Linked DNA regions of Mus musculus: region 1 is linked to region 2. Evidence: chromatin contacts called from public HiChIP or PLAC-seq data. All regions are on one chromosome and are shown on one strand. Each heading gives the region's core, a stretch centred on a gene start, on an enhancer-like site or on the middle of the called end of the contact. The rest is flanking DNA. Distances are from core to core; before and after follow the strand shown.

What was found. HiChIP or PLAC-seq counts read pairs in DNA pulled down with a chosen protein or histone mark.
Region 1: an H3K27ac HiChIP or PLAC-seq map of SST interneurons shows a contact between it and region 2, with 4 times the contacts expected there. The contact joins two enhancer-like sites. A contact is called at or near these places in 2 of 115 datasets of contacts at active chromatin or transcription factors (SST interneurons and astrocytes).

The regions. Positions count from the first base shown.
Region 1 is chr2:20,545,888-20,550,681 of GRCm38.p6, forward strand. All of the region lies in intron 3 of Etl4 (enhancer trap locus 4), which reads left to right. Among named protein-coding and RNA genes, the nearest start is that of Gm17171, 220 kb to the left of the region's middle. Within about 2 kb of position 1,979, at least 109 of the 459 cell types and tissues checked have an H3K27ac peak or open chromatin away from gene starts, as enhancers often do. A contact at or near this core is called in SST interneurons, where this site is marked.
Region 2 is chr2:19,750,779-19,755,821 of GRCm38.p6, forward strand. No RefSeq gene overlaps it. Among named protein-coding and RNA genes, the nearest start is that of Gm24670, 62 kb to the left of the region's middle. Within about 2 kb of position 2,138, at least 11 of the 459 cell types and tissues checked have an H3K27ac peak or open chromatin away from gene starts, as enhancers often do. A contact at or near this core is called in SST interneurons, where this site is marked.

The DNA of each region.
Region 1 (4,794 bases), core at 729-3,228, 790 kb after region 2:
AGCCAACGTTCCCACATCCCATAATGATGTCATCCCCAGCATTTACCTCTGCTTGCCTGCCTATGAATGGGTTAATCCTGGCTTCTGCCTCCAACTTATTTTTGTAATTATCCTCATGTGCCTTTCAGATGCTGATTTTTTTTTTTAATCTCTTTTCCAAGCTTGACTTGAGTAAGCAAAAGCTGAGATACTGTCATTTCCTAAATAAGCTAAAGGGAAGATTTGGCCCATTATAACCACTCTGCCTGCTGAATCTATGTTCACGGGCTCCTCTCTAATGGAACGTCGAGGAATAACTATAATTGAATAGTGCTTCCACTCCATCTGCAGATTCCACCAAATCAAACCCAGATTTGGTTCTATCTTGTTTTTGTTTGTCTCGCATTGTGTTTGTGCCCCCATTGGGTGAAGCATAAGCTTGGGCTTCATCTGGATATATTTGCAACTCACAGAGGCAGTAATTGAGTCTCTGAATCTCCTTACCTACCCCGAGGGTTCCAACTCTGAGCTGTTGCATTAAACCCCACTAGTTCTTGGTTCCCTTCAAAGGTAATGTCCCATCTGTTGACTGTGAACTGGGGCAATGTAGAACTCAGATCTGTCAGGGCTATTCACTGATCCAAAGACCTTCCCTTTCCTTTACAGAAAGAGCCACTTCCGAGTTTTTGAAGCCAGTGCTTTGCTTTCTGCAGAGGACAATGTGAGCTTGGCATAGTGTAAAGGTTAACACTTGCTCTCTGGCCTCTGAGGGCAGGTGCTGCTGAGCCTTGTGCAGCTTGCTGCAGGGTGCTGGGGAATGAGAGCTGCTGGATCCTGCAGCAAGGCAGCATCCGGCTGTCTCCGGCACCGTGGTATTGTGTCTGATCCCATTCAGTCTCGCTGAAGTCCTTTATGCTGTGGCGCCTGACAGCCAATTGATAATGGTCTGTAAACTCTGGTGGATTTGGAGCAGGTCCATGCAAACGTTTCAGTGGCAGGCATCAGCAGTTTTAAACCCGTGTCTGTGCCACATTTGGAAGTGGAAAGAAGGAGTAATTAGCTCAGCATCATAACCAGGAAGTTTTCGGGACAAGTAGGGATTTTATTTTTTAAAGAATGTAATAGTAGAGCTGGAGAGATGGCTTAATGGTTCAGAATGCTTGCTGATGCTGCCTAGGACCCAAGATCCCTTCCCAGCACCCACATGATGGCTCATAGCTATCTGTATCTCCTGTCCCAGAGGCTGTGATGCTGCCTTCTGGGCTGCAGGCAGTGGGGCACACATGGTACACATATAAACAGGCAAACAAGCGAAGCACCCATCCACAAAACTAAAAGCAATTTAAAATCTTTAAAAAACAATCTGAGATAGTGAAAATTGCATACGTGTTTGTCCAGCTACTTGTATAAGCTTGGGAGACATGCACATGCTTGCTAGGAAAGGGTTAAAAATGTCTGTACCTCCTCCCACCTCTACAGCCACAGGCCACAGGCAAATGTACACAGCTGCACCCGCACACACAGACACACACTCAGGTAAGGAACCTGTTTTGCAGGTTTTCCTGGTTAAAAGTAGGTAGGGGGTTGGTGGCGGGGAAGAGCAGGAAAACCTTACAAGTGCAGACTGAAGATTTTTCAAAGTAACTTTACCCGGTAGAGAGAGGCACACTTGTGCCACTGTGAGGTTTTTTTTTTTTTCTTCCTCTTGCACTGATTAAGTGCATTGTTAGACAGGGAGGGGCAGATTAGCGAATGCCTATAATTTTGATCATTGTTTTCTGCAAAACAGCTCAGGCTTTGAAAACGAAGCCACCGTTTTTTTGGTTCCCTTGCTGCCAACAGCACAAATTACACCGCGCAAAGATCCCGAGCCCGGCTGAAAGGTTTCATTAATGAACAATTTCAGATGATTGTTTCAGTCTTTACTTGACAGGTAACGTTGGCATGTAGGCAGGTGGTGTTAAGGTTTCCATGGAGATTTATGATGTCATGCTTGAAAGAGCATGTCAAGACAGCCAGTTTAACAAGTAGTTACTCAAAAAGTCCTATAGGCTACAAATAGGCTTTATGCAAATGAGGAGAGTTTCACTGGGAAAAACTGCAAAAGAAAACAGCCGAGGCATGGAGGGGGGTTTACCTGACAGCTCGGAGGACGGATGAGTCCGAAGACCATTAGATTTGTAAAGTTTCAGAAGATGAACTAGGATTTCTTCTTTCGCCTCTGCCTCACCTGTGGAGTGCTTGGTACAGGTAAATGCATGTGCTTTTTTTTTCCTGTTTTTTTTTTTTTTTTTTTAATTTCCAGTTATTGCCAAAAGGTTATTTGGAAACCCTGTGGTCTGTTGTGAGCATTGTTCACTTGGCAGGAAGAATGGAGTCTATAAGCATAGCTTTTTCACACGGAGTGTTCCAGCTTTGGGGCTATCTTAAGGGCTTTTTTTTTTTTTTTTTTGGTTGTTGTTGTTGAATGAACTGAGATTTTTGAATAGAGCTGAAAAACAAGTAATGTATTACGTATTATGCTGATTGTGCCCATGGAGAATGCTGCAGGGACAGACGACACAGAGAGGGACTCACAGGATGACTGAGCATCAAGATACTGTATACATTTGTTGACTGTTCCCAGATGCTGCGCGCATGTGTGTGTGTGTGTGTGTGTGTGTGTGTGCACGCGTGTGTGTGTGTGCATGCACACGCATCTGAAGGTAAGACTCTGGTAATTCTGGATTTTCATTTTGTAAAATATGAAAACTAAAATCTTTGGAATATCTAGGAAATAACCTGGGACTCAGATTTATAAACAGGGCCCTTCTGTTTTCAAATGTGCTTGCATGTTTTGTTTTTTTGTTTTCCTTCATAAAAATGTTCGCTAAGGGGGAGGGTATAGGGGACTTTCGGGATAGCATTTGAAATGTAAATGAAGAAAATACCTAATAAAAAATTGGGGAAAAATGTTCTCTAAGACTGGAAAAAAATTAACTGTGCTGGAGTTATTAGTTTGGGAACTTTTAAGAAACTAGCTGTAAATAGCAGGATGGATGAAAGAAAGAGGAGGGAAAAGTTAATAGTTAGAAAGCTCGCTTCCAGACAGAAGCCTGGTCACCTGGTAGTGGAGGCAGGTGGATGGCCCTGTAGCCTTGATGGGTACAGACCCCTCAATTGGCAGCAGAGGAGACATCTCCTGCTGTTAACTGTTCTATGAGCAGTTAAGCTCCCCCTCTTCAAAAGAACATGGAGAAAATTCATTTGTTTCTTTCCAATAATACAAGGATTAAAGTCTGAGCTCAAGGTACCTGGAACAGGGAAACTAGGGACTTTTAAGACAAAACCTGCTTTGAAACTGTTTTGAATATGTAAGCACGGAATCAGAACTGCTGCTTTCGGAGGACTTGGATTAGCATTGGGATTAGCATTCAGTTCAATTGTTACCAGTTAGATCTGAAGGTGACAAAGGAGACGGAAGTCCTGTTTTCCTCACTGGCTGTGTGACTCGGGGAAAGTAAATTCATACCCTTGAGCCTCAGTTTTCACCTCCATACACTGAGGGTGACCAGTCATGGTGTCATCGCTCAACTCTAAATGTTGAGGCCTCTTGTATTATGGGTTGTTTTTGCTTAGAATGCATGAGGCAATTCTGTATTACAAAGCGCTGCTTTTTCCCCTCTTCTTTTCTATCCTCTTCATGTTTTTACAACAGCCAAGTAAAGACTTGTAGAGTCTGTGTCTTGCATTTTGTAGATGAGTGATCTATGAGTCAGAAAAGTAGAGTATATTATTACACGTTTGCAGATTCAGTATTGTTTCTCATGTTAATGAATATAGAGAAAATTATTTCATCATTAAAATAACTCCCAAGCAGCAACAAAGGAACAACTATATGTGTGTGCGCGCACGTGGATAATATATAATGTATACACACATATATAATACATATTGCAAGATTAATAGTGTTTGTGCTGCTTTTGTGGGGAGTTGGCTGAAATCATGTGAATGCATTTTTTACTGATAACCTGCTCATCAGAATTCAGGCCACTGTAAACACAGTGTGAGATTGCACCCACCTCACACTTTTCTGAATCTGATTCTCTTCAGGAATCAGATGTAGATGTCACAGTGATTATTGAAGTAGAAGCCAAGTCTCCCAGAAACTGTGGGTTCCACATGATGAGGAGTTCCAGGTAGCAACTCTTTGCTACCTTTTTTATTCTGGCCTTTGGCAGCCCCTCCCTTGTCTCCATCCCGGAAGTCTGAGCAGCTCTTGACTGGTTTCCATATCAGGATCCTCCAGCTATTGTCTCTAGGGTGCTGGAATTACAGGTTTGCACCACATCTGGCTCATGAGTAACAACAGTGTATCTAGTCAGGGGAAACACTCTGGTAGTTCTGGACTTTCCTAAGCACTTTTAAAAGTTCCAGGTTTCCAGAACTACCCAGAATCCATGCTGCCTGCAAAGGCTCTTAGGATGAGCTTGGGTGGCCTCCCAGAGTTGATCCTAGACTCCCTTTGACATCTGTGCTGCTGAAACTCTGAATGAATTCATTGTAGTTTAATGCCAGTGGTCATATGAATCCTGCTTTATGACTGACTCCAGTTTCCAGCCCTGTGTGTGTGTGTGTGTGTGTGTGTGTGTGTGTGTGTGTAGATTATCTCCAGAGACAATCTACAAACCCAAAACTAAATCTTTATTTCATAAGAGTCTCATGGCAGAGGTTTAACCCAGGGTTGAGAGTCTGCATAGCGTGACGTCTACCAGCAACAGAGACCCAAAGCTTCAGATACATTTAGAATCACTAGTGAATATTCATTTTCTTTTT
Region 2 (5,043 bases), core at 888-3,387:
TATGATAATCTCAGACATAAAACAAAAATAGTATTATGTTCAATTACAATTTGCATTTTAAGAATATTTTCAAAATATTCTTGTTACCTATTAAAGGTCTCTACATTAAAGCTTTTTGTTTTAAATGTCACAGGGCACCCATGAGGTGGGTTGTCTTTCATCTTATCTCTTACATAAGTGGATGGCTCAGTGTTTGCATATGTGTTCATATCTGAGAATACTTTGAAATTTACTTGAAAATATACTCCTGCAGAGGATAGATTGTGTTCTTAACACACAAGTGACTATGCATAAAGGGGAAGAAAATGGTAAATATCTCAAGTTCACAGACTGGAATCTATGGGCTGGAGGCTAGGACAAAAATCAACAGACGAAAATGAGCCAAATACGAGCATTCATCACTCCCTGCTTCTTGACGGAGGATGCAATGTAACAAGCCACCTCATGCTCCTCCCACTGGACCTCTCCCCTGAGAACGCTCAAACTGAGTGAAAATGCACTCTTCCTCCCCTAAATTGCTTTTTGTCAGATTTTTGTTCTTTTTGCTGTTGTTGTTTGCAACAGTTGGAAAATACCTAAAACACATAGTAACAGGGTCTATCTTCACTGAATAGTTTTGCTGTCTAAGAATGTTGAAGTCTTTCCTTGTTGTACACCTGTTCTAGAGACTGAACTCAGCCTGTATAGATGATTGAGCTGTGAGCTCTGCCCCAGTTTCTTTTGCCTAAATTTTTCTTGGTTCAGCTCTTATATTTTCCATTTTAGTTTTAAAATTGGCTATTTTTGTTTTATTACAATATTCTGGTTTTGTTGGTGCATATTTGGAGTTAGAGATGCATCTTTTAAGTACTGCTTTTTGTGTATCATTGAGTTTTCCTGTAGTCTTATTGATCCCATAGCTATAGGTTTTATTAATTAGAAGGGGAGTATTCCATTGGAAATTGTATTAGTCAGGGTTCTCTAGATTGAAAAGATATATATATATATATATATATATATATATGACTAGAGTGGTTTATAGGCTGGCATCTAAGTAGCCCAGCAATGGCTGTCTCCATACAGAAAGGCCAAAGGACTTTGTTTAGTCCACAAGACTGGATGTCTTAGCAGTCCAATCTGGTGCTGGAGTACCAGAGGATTCCTAGAGAGCTTCTGGTCTTCAGTCTATGTTGGAATCCCAAAGAAGTAGTTCTAATGACAGTGGAGAAAAGTCTTAGCAACAGAATAGATAAATTTGCCTACAAGAATGTGTGCAGGTAGGCAAAAAGTCAAAGCTTCCTTCTTTCATGTTCTTTTATGTGGGCTGCCACCAGAGGGTGTGGTCCAGATTTAAGGTGGGTCACCTCACCTTAAATGATCCAATGAAATCTTTCACAGGAATGCACAGGTACTAGGCTTTTAGGTGATGCCAGATATTGTCAGTAAGGTCACCAGTCACAGGAAATAACTTATTATTATTGACCCATAGAAATGGATGTTCACTGAAAACTGCAGAGGATGGAGTAGAGTTTCATAAAAGAAGATGTAATTCAGCTCTCGTCTACCATGTGCTGGGCTTTGTCCTCTGATCCTACTACTGAAAAAGGAAGAGTGGGTGAGGAGGTGAGGAGAGAGAGAAAAGAGAGAGAGAGAGAGAGAGAGAGAGAGAGAGAGAGAGAGAGAGAAAAGAGAAGAGAAGAGAAGAGAAGAGAAGAGAAGAGAAGAGAAGAGAAGAGAAGAGAAGAGAAGAGAAGAGAAGAGAAAGAAACACGTGTAGCTAGACACTTGGTAGTGGTGCCAGAGGTGTTAGTGAGGACAGCGGAAGTGTGCATACCTAATGTTGTGCTATTAATTTTGTTGATGTTTTGGAGTGGAAGCAGGAAAGCAGTAGACCCATAGTGTCTTTTAAAGAAGAAAGTATGTAACATTTTTAGATTTGAAGACAGCAGAGCCTCTAGGGGTTGCATTTCTTTTTACTCGAGGAGAGAAAACCGCAAGGAGCTGTTTAATTGTATTACTTCTTTTAATTGTATCGCTTCATGTTGAAAGGGTACTGGGATAAATAAGGTTGGACTTCATCACCGACAGGTCTATACCCTGCTCCTTTCTCCAAGGTCGGCTTGGAGCCGAATCTTCCCATTATCTCAAGCTTCAGCGCAGCAGACTGTAACCTGGGTTTCCTAGGCAACCCCAGTGGTTATGATCAAAGCGATGACAGCAGTGCCTAGTGATATTTCTCTCCTTTGCTCAAGACAAACTCTTCTAAGATCCCTAATTTCTCTGTTTGACACACTCCTTAAATAACTCCGCAGCCCTCAGTGGCAGCGCCGTGGGTTTCTATTCTCGAATAGGCCTCTCCGGTTCCACACAGAGACCTCTCCTTGTCTGCTGATACTCCCACTTGGTGGCATTGTCCCCTGATGCCCAAAAGGCATCACACAGGTGACCTATGGCCATGTCCCACTTTATTCCAACACAGAGGCATGCCACTTTACAGTTAAGCCATGTGGATACTCAACTAGAGTTCTCACATGTCAAAGGTGCTATAGCAGCTATGCAGAAACCCTGCCATGTTCTCTACTAAAGCGAAAACCATTTTTCCCCTGCGTTCCTGCATCCTGCATCGCTCTCACCTAGGAAGAGCATGGCTGCCTTGGGTTTTCAACAAACACATGTCCATAGGGCAGCAGGAAAGCAGGATATATGGGATAATGTTGTTAATACTGTCCTTACATTCTAGATGTCAAGCAATGAATAGTCTTAACCTAGTGAACCCAAATCCTGGTCTCCAGTTTTGATCATTGGATAACAGATGCCCAGAACTCAATTCCTGGGACCTTCCAGGGCCCAGGAGACTATCTGGATCCTAAGCTGAGTAGCTGTAATCCCTTCTGCTTGTCTTAGGCAATGACTCAGGATCATGCAGTCAGTCTGAATCATCTTAGTAGGCCTGTGGCCATCTGCTCAGACTTGGTGAGAAGATCCAAGTTGTGATTTTGGACATATGGTTTTTTTTTTTTTTTTTTTGCTTTTAAGCTTTATTGTCATTTCTTAATGAAAATGGTGCATTGTTTAAGATTAAGGAGTCATGGATGCCATGAACTAAACACACAGGAAAAACACTGTCTGAAGTGATCATTTTTCTTTGATGCCCAGTTAATGAGATAGATACAAGATGAAGAATAGATAGTGCATGCAGAAAATTGTGGCCATGGACAAAACCAAATGATTTCTGGGCTCATATGTTTTCTTCTTCTTTTTCTTTCTTCATTCTTTGGATTGGGAGTAATGGGAAGTTGTCCAAGAAAAATGTCTACCTGGTTGTTTTCCCACCAAGCAGAGTGCTGCTAACAATTGTCCGGTGTTTGTCTTCGTACAGAAAAATGATAAAGAATTTAGCATCCTCACCTCAGAACTATGGGTATGCTGCTTTTGATACTCATTATAATTCTTGGATTTGACTGATGTGAGCCACTGGGAATAGGGAGAAGTGGCTCCTTCCACATGGATACTTTTCAGGGGGCTTATAATAGCAGGCAGAAGTAGAAATGGCTTTCAGAAGCACACAGCTCTAATCTGCCCTCTGCTTCCAGGCAGAACTTTCACATAGTCACCCGAGGTATCTTGATGCATGTCTTAAAGACATCCCTTGGTTCCATGTTTCTATGTCTCATGGGCAATATTATTTGGGAAACACTTTACAGTTTTTAAAACTAAAGTCATTGATTCCTGTTCTTATTCAGTTCTAGCCTCTGATTGCTTGTGAAGTGGGATAGAAAGGAAGGTATATAAGTTCTGATGACAGAAAAATCTGAATGTAAATCTTGGTTCTACTACTTAGCAGGTGTGGCCTTCATCAAGCTGTATAATCTCTCCAAATTGGAATTATTTTTCCAACAGTTTTGAAGGAGAGCTGTAAAGCCCATGCCCTGACCCCAGTATTTTCTACATTAAAAAAAGAAATAGATCCACACCTATGCTTTCAATTATTGTTCCTGCCCTGTGTGTTATTTCCACAAATTCCTCAAATCTAAGTAATTATTTATGTCAATCCTGCTCCTTATGTAGCAGGTGATAGTGACATCAACCAATAAAGAAATCATAATGGAGAAATTCTGTGGAACCTGAAGTCCAGTACAGGTGGACTAAGATTCGGGGGATGGAATTATTTGTAACCCAATATGACTTCAGTGAAAGAGATGGATGATTCACATTATACAAATGGCTCAAGAGAATGACAAATAAAAATGTCCTGGTTCTTAGCTCAAGCTGATTTAATAATAGTTGTATGATAACAACATTAAATTCAAAGTATCTTCCAGCAAATTGGACTTTACCCAGAAGTTCCCTCTCAGAGGTAAGGTCATCCTCCCTGGAGTCAAATTCTGAGCCATTGCTTTGTGAGCAGCCAACTCGGAGGTGTGGCTTCAGTGTAGAGGAAGCTCCCCACCTCCCAGTTCTAAGCACTGCTTCTCCTCTCCTCTGGTGGACCTTTCGCTGGTCTTTTTTTGATGGACTAAGGTGTCTGGGAGAATCATAGACAAAGCCAGAGTAAGGGATCAATACTTTAACTGGTATTATTTTATCTGATTGCCTAGCTAACCATAGGCTCCTAAGGTGGGTGATCTTGTGAAGAGTGAGTCAGGTTGGAAACTCTAGTGGAGTTCTTTAAATATTTAATTTATACACATATTTAATGTGTTTGGGTCAAATTCACCTCCTAAGTCTCTCCACTACCTCCAGTCACTTTCTCCTCTTCCCCCTCAGTCTCTCTCCCTCCTTTCCTTTCTCTTTCACTCCCTCCCTCCTTTCTTCCCTCTCACCCACCCATCCGTCCTTTCATCCATCTATCCCAGTATCCACTGAGTCCATTTACTGATGCCTGTATTGCACACAGATGTGGGACCATCCACCTGAGCATGAATAAGCTATCAGGGATCTACATCCCTGAAGCAAACAGGCTCTTTCTGCAGCAGTATCAGTATCAGCAGTATCAGTTGCCCCTCAGCATCTGGTGGGACTTCATGAGCCCTCCACCAACCACAAGCCTTCTCCCATCCATCT